2 separate regions of the Gasterosteus aculeatus genome follow, and region 2 is linked to region 1. A link is a contact called in public Hi-C data. All regions are on one chromosome and are shown on one strand. The core of a region is the stretch at or near the end of the contact, and the rest is flanking DNA. Distances in the headings are between cores, read along the strand shown.

Evidence for each region. A called contact is a pair of places that touch in the nucleus more often than the background predicts.
Region 2: a contact with region 1 is called in a Hi-C map of skeletal muscle, with 3 times the contacts expected there. The contact joins the enhancer-like site here to the promoter of fat1a in region 1. A contact is called at or near these places in 3 of 6 Hi-C or Micro-C datasets (liver, skeletal muscle and tail fin).

The regions. Positions count from the first base shown.
Region 1 is chr9:17,938,696-17,943,277 of fGasAcu3.hap1.1, reverse strand. fat1a (FAT atypical cadherin 1a) reads right to left here and starts at 2,420. Exons shown (of 30, transcript XM_040185731.2): 1 at 2,295-2,420.
Region 2 is chr9:17,976,261-17,980,842 of fGasAcu3.hap1.1, reverse strand. fat1a (FAT atypical cadherin 1a) reads right to left here. Exons shown (of 30, transcript XM_040185731.2): 9 at 862-1,137; 10 at 492-702. Among protein-coding and RNA genes, the nearest start is that of mtnr1aa, 30 kb to the left of the region's middle. Within about 2 kb of position 2,667, at least 3 of the 9 cell types and tissues checked have open chromatin away from gene starts, as enhancers often do.

The sequences.
Region 1 (4,582 bases), core at 1,171-3,670:
TATTAATGCTCAATGTGGGGGTTAATAAGTGACAGAGACCAACTAGGAAATACCTTAAATCTGAAACTATCCCCCGCAGGTACAAAAGAACCATCTGCTAGTGCGCGACCATTATACCAAGAAAAAGGAAGAAAAGAAACTAAAACTTCTGGGTTTTGTTTTTTTACACATAAGACACAAAAAAAAGGTAAATGCGTAATGTTCTTCTCTGCAACCTCTAACCAGCCAACTGGTTTTCCACAAACGACCCATGCAATCTTTCAAGAGAATAAGTTGAAAAGTATTTCATTTCAAACCCCCCCATCCCCCAACTAAGAGCCATTCACTCCGCCGAGCGACGGCGGCCGTGCGCGGACCACAGATTCACTCCGGAGGAGAAAAGGGAAAAAAACACTCTGCACTTTTCCAAACACAACGCGTAAACTATCACCAGTGCGAATAATACACAACTAAATAAAAACACATGCGGTGGAAAGCGAAATTAATCGGTTAGTGAACTTCCAACACCCCCCTCCCCTCCTCCTCCTCCTCCTCCGTGGAGGTGGAGAAAGCAGCGGCGGTTGGTTTCTTTCCCGGACGCCGCGGCTCACAAAGCCGAGGAACTTTTTCTCTTACTCGTGCCCGAAGCTCCAAAAAAAGACCCCCGAACAACAAGGAAACCCGAGGATTCACGTACCTCTTCTATTATCAATCTCGTATATTCGGAGGCTTCGCGTGCGGTTCATGTAGTCCAAATCTCGGCATGGTAATACGTGGACTCGCCTCCTCTCCGCTGCTCCATCTGCCCGCTGAGCCGCGCGCGCGCGCTGCCCCCTCGCTGCTCGCGCGCTGGAGCTGCCCGGTATCTCTCCGCGCTGCGCACGTCCGGATCTACTTACCGCGGCTTTGGCAGCGGGATGAAACCTTTCCGCTCGGAAAGCAGGATTGGGGGTTTAGGCTGCTTTGATTTTTTTTTCTTCTTCTCCCTGTCATTGCACCGTGAGCCTATGTTTGAGTAACAACGGGTTCTGAAGAAAAAAAAGGTATAAAAAACATATAAACTTCCGGCCACTTCACCTGTGAGCCCTAAATGTGGCCTTTATTTTAGGAGCGTCCGTTTTCAGTGAAATTAAATCGATATATTTATTTTTGAATGGATTATTCTGCGCAACTGAGACATTATGCGTAAAATGTAATTTAGGAATACAGCAGCCAATTTTTTAGCTCGATTTTGTTGTTTATTTCTTAATCCTTTGTAATTATAGCAACAATCTAAACTAAGATAACACACGACAAAGCCCCATTAACATTGTATGACATGGCAGATGTCGAAGAGCAAAACCTCATCCGGCCCAATTGGGACTAACGTTAATCCAATATTCACCTGTTCAGCTGCAGCCCAAACCACTTATCCCGTTAAGGGTCCCTGTCAAGGCCGTTTTGTGGCAACAAAAAAAATGAAAAGGTGAGATCAGTATGACCCCAGGCTGCTGGTGAGCAAACAAACAGAGTGCCAATTAGACAATAATTTATGCTTGCTGTGCTGGAAAAAAAAATGACCCGTACATTCCTATCATAATTGTGATGTCAGCGTGAAAAGGTGGATAAACTGTAATTTGCAAATAAAATCACAGGTCGGGGCATCCCTCGTGATGACAAATCGGCTAATACCACTTGCAAATGCAAAGTTCCCCGCTCGTGTTGGGGCAATTTAGGTGCTTAAACATCAATTCCGGGGATTATCTGCTTCTCATTATTCTCATTATTCCCACTAATGTAATTGTCTTTTAATAGCAGAGTCCAGCAGCGCGTCCCAGGGTCTGTGTTTTTGGCAGCAGACCAAGATGACTGATGGCGGAGGTGCATTCGCCAAGAAGCCTCCGTCTGATCCCATCAACTGCACCCCACCCCACCACACACCCCCTCCTCTCCTGACCGCTTCCCAGACCCCCAAAACTGGCCCCACGTTGCCTCCACACAGGCGCCCGGGAGTGTGTGGCCGCTACGCGATTGATGGCGCTGTCTCACTGCCCTCGCCCGGACTGCAGTGATCCAGCCGGTGCGCCCTGCAGAAAGCCTCACGCCGCATGCTGCTAGACAACTTGTCAACCTGTGTGCTGCTCCTGTGGTTGGTGTGCGCGCGCGCATGCATGCATGCGTGCGTGCGTGTGTGTGTGTGTGTGCGCAGGTGCGTATTCCTCTTCAACGCCCAGAAGAAATATAGTCCGAGGAGAGAGAGAGAGAGAGAGAGCGCGCAAAGTTTTGAAGAGTCGTTTAAACTGCTTTTTTAGAAACAAAGCCTGTGATCGACTCACCAGAGCAGCTGGGTGATCGCGGGATGCCGCTCCGAAAACCCGACTTCACATCGCAGCCATCGCGCCCGGGTGTCTCGGCGCAGGAGAGCTGAAGGCTTTCGGTTTGCGTCGCTCCTCTGCTCCAGAAACGGATCAGGTAGAGCGGCACGCGGCTGATGCCTTCAGGTGATAGCGGACTTTTTTTTTTTCTCTCCGAGCCTGTTAGGAGTGCGACCAGAAGACCAACAAACAATGTCGGGATTTTCTGGTCGTCAGTACTCGTGTTTGGAAAAGTGAGAGAGGCTCTGGAGGGGGAGTAGGGGGGGAGGGAGGGAGTCACATCAACGACTGGTGATGAAAGCGATGTCTTTGTTATTAGCCGAATATTGAGCACAGAAAAAAAAGCCAAGTATTGTAATGAATTAATAGCAATCTTTTCATCCGTCAGCAAAGGCTCGTTTGATGCATTCATAAAATACATTTCATCAATTCAAACATATTTTGCTGCAGAGATTTTTTTTTAATTATTTTCTTCCAAAAGAAAAAGCAATTTGAGAAAACCACAAAATAGCAGCATATCTGTTCTCCTTGAAGGCATCCAGGATCTTACACCTTCAGCTCTGACGTCACATGCCTCTCATCATCACGTGCACACCTTAGTGGGGTGCCTGGGTTTATTCTCTCCAAAATCAAAGCGACCATTCTTTTTAAAAATATGGCTTTTTCTTTGTATTTACGGACTGTGTGGTGTCGCTCTTTGATAAGAATCCCCCCCACCCGGCTCGTCTCAAAAGTGATCAGCGAATGCACTTGAGCATCAGAGGGGCAAATGTCTCCATTCGTCCTCCTGGAACATGTGGTTAACAACTGAAGTCGACACCATGCTGTCAAGTGGCTGCCAAAGAATGCCAAAGCAGAAAAGGGGCTGCTGGGGTCTCTGCCTAATGTCCTTTCAGCACCGGCTCATTAAAGTCACATTTGCCCACAGGCTGAGTAAACGAACGAGACCTATGGGTTTAATGTGGATGCATGTGTGGTTGTGTGTGTGTGTGTGTGAGTGTGTGAGTGTGAGAAAGAGAGAGAGATAAAGAAGGAGGGAGGAAATATTCAGCTCGTGTGCTACAGAGCAGGTGTGTAATGTTTTGTCTCTCTCATCTCTTGGTCTCCCCTCACTTTTTACTCTCACTTTTGTCACAGATAATGTTTGGTATCTGAAACCGGCCCCCCTCTTCTCTCTCTTAGCCTTCCCTCTGATCCGCCTGTTAAACTTTAATTGAATTCAGTTCAGGTGATGCCCAGGGCTGCTTCCACCGCTTTGATCTCACCGAGCGTTTTGCGCTCCCCGTCTGCAAGGGGGGGGGGGGGTCAGATAGAACGCCTCACATACCATGTATGTACGGGGCGGACGCCTGGTGTTTACATTACAGAACACCGGCAATCCCTTAAAAAGGTAACGTTAAAGCAGCATAAGACCATTTGACTTAAAATCAGCAGCCCGTCGCCTTACTGGAGATTTATAATTATTTTCTATATCACCGACTGTACACAGTGTGACAGCTGGATGACTCCAGCTCCAGTCCTCAGCCCATAAGCCTCAGTGTAACAGAGTCTACAGGGTGCTGCACCCCCCCGTCACATACTGCAGGCTCGACTTCCACTTAAAATCACATACTAAGATGCTGCAGATCGTCCGGAGAGAGGGTCCGGAACAGGACTAATGTGCTGAGTGAGTTGCTACCCCACCACACCTCGTGACTAATGCGGTTTCCCCTGCAACATGAAACTAGCGAGATCAGTAAAAGACACAGATGATTTGTAGTGAGCCTGCAGCAACGGAGCGCCCAGGTATCTGTTTCTTCCACCTTCCAATCTGTTTAGAATCTGATTCCCGAGGCTGAGTTTAACTGTTTGAGAGATCGGAATAATTCAATATCCATTCTGCTCTAGTGTCCTCGAGCAAAGACGCTGACCCTCACAGAGCTGGTGCCGCTGTTCTTAAGATGAGGAAAGAGAATGCTATCGCAAAATCACACAGTGTATCTAACACTATTTAAGTGTGGGAAGGTTGTTGGGGGCTGTTTTCGGGAAAAAGACACGAGAAATTTATGGGGAATAATAATAAACAATTGTCATTGTCCCTGCAGCTGCAAACTGCTGTGCTCTGAAAATAAAGACTCCACGGTGCCTCAAGCAAAGCAGGAGATTATTTTAGCAAAGCCCTTTGCTTGTAGGAGCTTCCGTAATTACCTAAAAAAAAAAAGGAGACACAAAAAGACAGTGTGCAATATCTGGGGCAAGTTGTTAGGAGA
Region 2 (4,582 bases), core at 1,418-3,917, 37 kb before region 1:
TGTAAGACAGAGACAGGAAAAGTAGAATATAACGCCAGCCTTTGTGATGCGTTATTCGTGTTCTATCAGGAAGATGTGGTGGATAAACATTTGGAATTTCAGAGCAATGCTAACGTACTTTCCAAGCCAGTCATCCTATTCAGTTCCACTCAGAACAAAGGAAGCTACAATTGAATCAAGTCATCTCAGCTATGTCAAACATGCATATATTCAAACAAAAAGCTGAGGGACACATGTTTCTTCTGTTACAACAGCGTATTGTAGGAGAAAACCTTCGTGGAAAACTATTCTGGGGCGGGATCCGCCCATTTCTCGTGTATTGGCAGATTCTCCAGACAAAGTCTTCAATATTCTCCTGTTCTTTGTGAAGTATTCCATTCAGTATGCAACAGCGCACAAGATGAGCTGATATCATTTGCATTAATTAGCAATAAACGCTTTCTACTGAGGGAAAAACTAAAATAACTGACGAAGCTCGGGAGTGCGTTTACCTGATTCAATGCTGTACACAATGGCTGCGTTATCGCCCTTGTCTTTGTCCAGAGCTGTGACTTGGAGCACGACCGCGCCAACGGCCGCGGACTCGAACACGCGGCCCGAGTAAGGGGTGCTTATAAACCAGGGCGTGTTGTCATTGGTGTCATCCACATTGACAATAACACGCACCAGGTTCCTCTTCACTGGAATGTCCTGGTCCCGAACCTGGAGGAGAAGGAGACGGACAGAGGACAAAAACAATATTAAAACACTAAAGTGGGAAAACCGCGAGCTTATCTTATCTTCATGAAGCTTTACTATTGAAGCCAAACAATTCAAACGGCATTGAAGCGCATGTAGGACCATCCCATAATCCGCCCGTACCATGACGGTGAGAACGTGCCGGTGCATCGTCTCGTGGTCCAGGCGCTCTGCGGTGTACAAGGTGCCCGTTCCCGGGTCCAGCCGAAACTTCCTCAGGCTGAAGGGGTCGGTGCTGCTCAGGAGCGTGAAGGTCAGCTTGTTCTTCTCGTCTCTGTCCGAGGCGCTGATCTGCAGGACCTCCGTCCCCGCTGGTTTGTCCTCGGGGACGTTCACCTCGTACACCTGCTGGGAGAACTCTGGCCGGTGGTTGTTGGTGTCGATGACACGGATCAGCACCTGGAGGAGGAAAAACACATGGCGGAGAATGTTTTAAAAACCAGATGCACAAAATGTCCCAAATCCTGCATCTAAGGCTAAATCTGAGGCCTTTTCTACCTTTGTGCACTTAGTGTGTTGCAAGTCACTGTTGTGTGTGGATGTATTTGATAGTAAGATGTGTAGTTTATTGACTAAGTTTGTTTACATATTATTGACATTTTCCCAAAAAAAACAATAATAACTACTGGATAAAAACTGGATTACTTTAAACAGAATCCACACCAGCAGACGATAAGTGCTATACTTTCAGTTTCTGCACACGCACACACTCATTTTGCTTTTCAGTAATAAGCGGCGCTGTGTAGCTACAGATCGAAGCATATGACGGCAAAAGCAATATTTTAACCAAACGGCCACTCGATGCTGCGAACAGCGAAAACAGGAAATCAATGGTGAAAAAGCACAATGCATCTAAATGAACTGCGAGCTACAGTAAATACGGGAGCAGGGGATTAAAGGGTACACGGCCGAAAAAGCCACCTGACGGGGCCCTACTGCCCGTGGAGAGTTAGAAGCCTGATACAGGGACATTAACAAGATGTAAAACATCTGAAGTCAGAAACGTTTTGTGAAGGTTCCACAATTTTACTGTCACCGTTTGGCAGATTCAATTCTCTGCTAAAGTTTTCACAGAAAACTCTCGCTCACTTGCTTTGGGCCGTAGTCACAGTGCTTTCTGCACACACACACACACACACACACACACACACACACACACACACACACACACACACACACACACACAGCGATTCTAAAATTCCCAAACTGTAAAATTCCACTGGGACCATGTTTTATCAACACAAGCCACTCGTCTACTGGACTTCCGACGGAGGATTATGGAGAGCTGCTGGAATGCCATCTCTGCTTCCCAGGGGGGCTTCTGCCGCTGCCAAACACGGGGGGAGGGACGGGGGGAACAAAAGGATCAGCCCAGATCAGACACCTGCATACCGGACACCAGGGGGTGATGTCCCGTAAGGAACCAGGCAGAGCCGAGCTGCTCCGGCTGACCGGGATTTGTCAGATCTCCTGGTCGCCGCCGAGTGCCCACTTCAGTCTTTCCGTCACAATACTGTTTGTTGAGCGCCGGCTGCCCCTATGTCAGGGACAAATATAGACTCAACCTGACAGCAGCGATAGCACGTACAATCTGCCGTGTGCTGCGATGCTGGCAGGGCCGCGCGGGACTCACAGATGTCCTCTTGCAGGGGGAGCGCTGGGGCCGGCGCCGCCCGTTGGGTCTGTAAACTGGCCGCTCGCCACAAGGAGCTGGTCACGAGCAACCCGCGTAGCGCAAGACAAAAAAGGCGGCGTACAAAGTCGGGCCTCTGGTGTCTCATCTGGAGCGAGTCTCCTCCTCGCATCGAGCCAGGCATCACAAACCGCCGCGCCCCGATCAAACCACCTCTTTACACGGGCGGGTAAAATGCACGCGTCGGATCCGCGCACCCACAAAGCCGTTCCGATGTGTCTCAATCTGGCCGGCGTCAGATAACACGTCTAGTGAATAGCGGGGAAGGTGGCGAGCGCTGATAGGAACGGAGCCCGGTCAGTGGTATCGGCGGCCGAGCCACAGTGTGAAACGTGCCTTTCCTTACCGCGGGGAGGCCGCACAACACTTCAGAGGAACTTTGCCCCCAAACGCTAGCGAGCGGCATGATGCGGCCCCCGACTGCAGCAGCAGTGTTGCTGGAGAAAAATCCAACAGCTCTGTAGTCTTTGTGTATGGCTTCCTCTGGGAACGCCGGAGAGGAACGGGAGCGAGGCTGAGACGTAGATGTGACAGACGGAGACACCACAGAGAGAAGAAGAAGAAAGTGCTGCAAGGGTGAGATGAGAGTATGAAAGAGAGAAGAAAAAAAAAGACAGCTCGGAGGGGGGGTCAAATTCTGAAAAAAAAAAAAAAGTTGTGGACCAGAATGAGAGAAGTGCAAGAAAATAAATGAACAGTCGACGTTGATATTTACTGAAGGCAACATATCGTCTGAGTGGCTAACAAGTGAGTCTTTGTAATGCAGACTGAAATAACGTGACTACCAGGAGCAGACTATGAGCAGCTTCAGGTCCTTCTGCAGCGCTCCGAAAAGGAGGTCGTATCGCTGGAGGGCGGGGGGGGGGGGGGCAGGCCTCATGCCGGGCCGGCCTCCTGGCTGTGAGGTGCCCGAGCTAGAATGCGCCACCGCTTGTCCACGGGAGCTGATCCTTTGCAGGCGCCTTCGCAGCGCCACAATGGTGGAATGGAAAGCACACGACAGAGAGGCCGACTGTTCCTCGCGGACCTCCCACGGGCCGCGAGCGTCATGCTGATATCACCGCTGGAGTCCTCCGGCGCGGCGGATTTCACATTATTTCTAATCTTCAGAAAAACATCGAGACTTTTGAAAAGGAAAGTCTGCTTAGGCGATCACAAAGAGAACAGAGCCTTCTAAATAATGAAACACCTTTTGTGTTCCTGTATCCAGAAAAAGACAAATCGGGCAGGGGGGTTTGTGAGGGGGGGCGCTTTCATTGGGCTTATTGTCCCCTTGTGCCATGCGCGGGAGAGGAAGACCCCCTGCCAGGTGGCAGTTTCCGGGCAGAGACGGTGCACTGGCACCGAGCGGCCCCCAACGTTCCCAAAACAGGATTAACACAGCGAGCTACCCACACAGGGTCCAGTGCTCTTGTTCGCCTTTTGATATCCAAACAGAGTGATCGTCGTCCCCGCGTGCCCGGACGATAAATCTGGAGCATTTTGCATCAACTCAGAAGGATAGAGAGCAAGGATGCAAGGAGAGGGACAGACACACAGAGAGAGAGAGAGAGAGAACAAGAAGCTGAAAAAGAAGAAGGAAAAAAACATTCCTCAGAGAGAGAAAATAGGCCAGCCCGTCTGGCTGCACGGCTTCCACATGACTGTGATTTGAGGAATAGATAAGTCAAACTTTGAGCTTCCACGAGTTGCACTGCGTGCGTGTGATGTGGTGGTTCTAATTTGCACTGAGACTCGTTTGAGAGACGGCGTGCTGTCGATCGGATTCACGTTCGACTGTTTCTAGTTTGTCATTTTGTGACGATCTCTTTATGTTCAACAAAAAAACAAAAAAAACTCTCCCAACATCCATTTCTTGTGTCATGTGAAATAGAAATGTTGTACTATAAGATAAGAGGGTTAATCCTAATTGTATATATTGAAGTGGATTAACTAACGCGTTAATAGTGCGTGCCTGCCTGCAATGGCTGCTATCTCAGCGCCGACCAATCTTATCGCATAAACACGCTAGTAGCCAAAACACAGACGGCTTCTCTGAAACCCGAAGCACTCGGCCCGCTAAGTCCTCAGAACCTTGAAGGCTTCCTCACAAATATGTGCAAGTGAACGTGATCCATCCAATATGGAGGACAGATACCAGCAGAAAAAAAG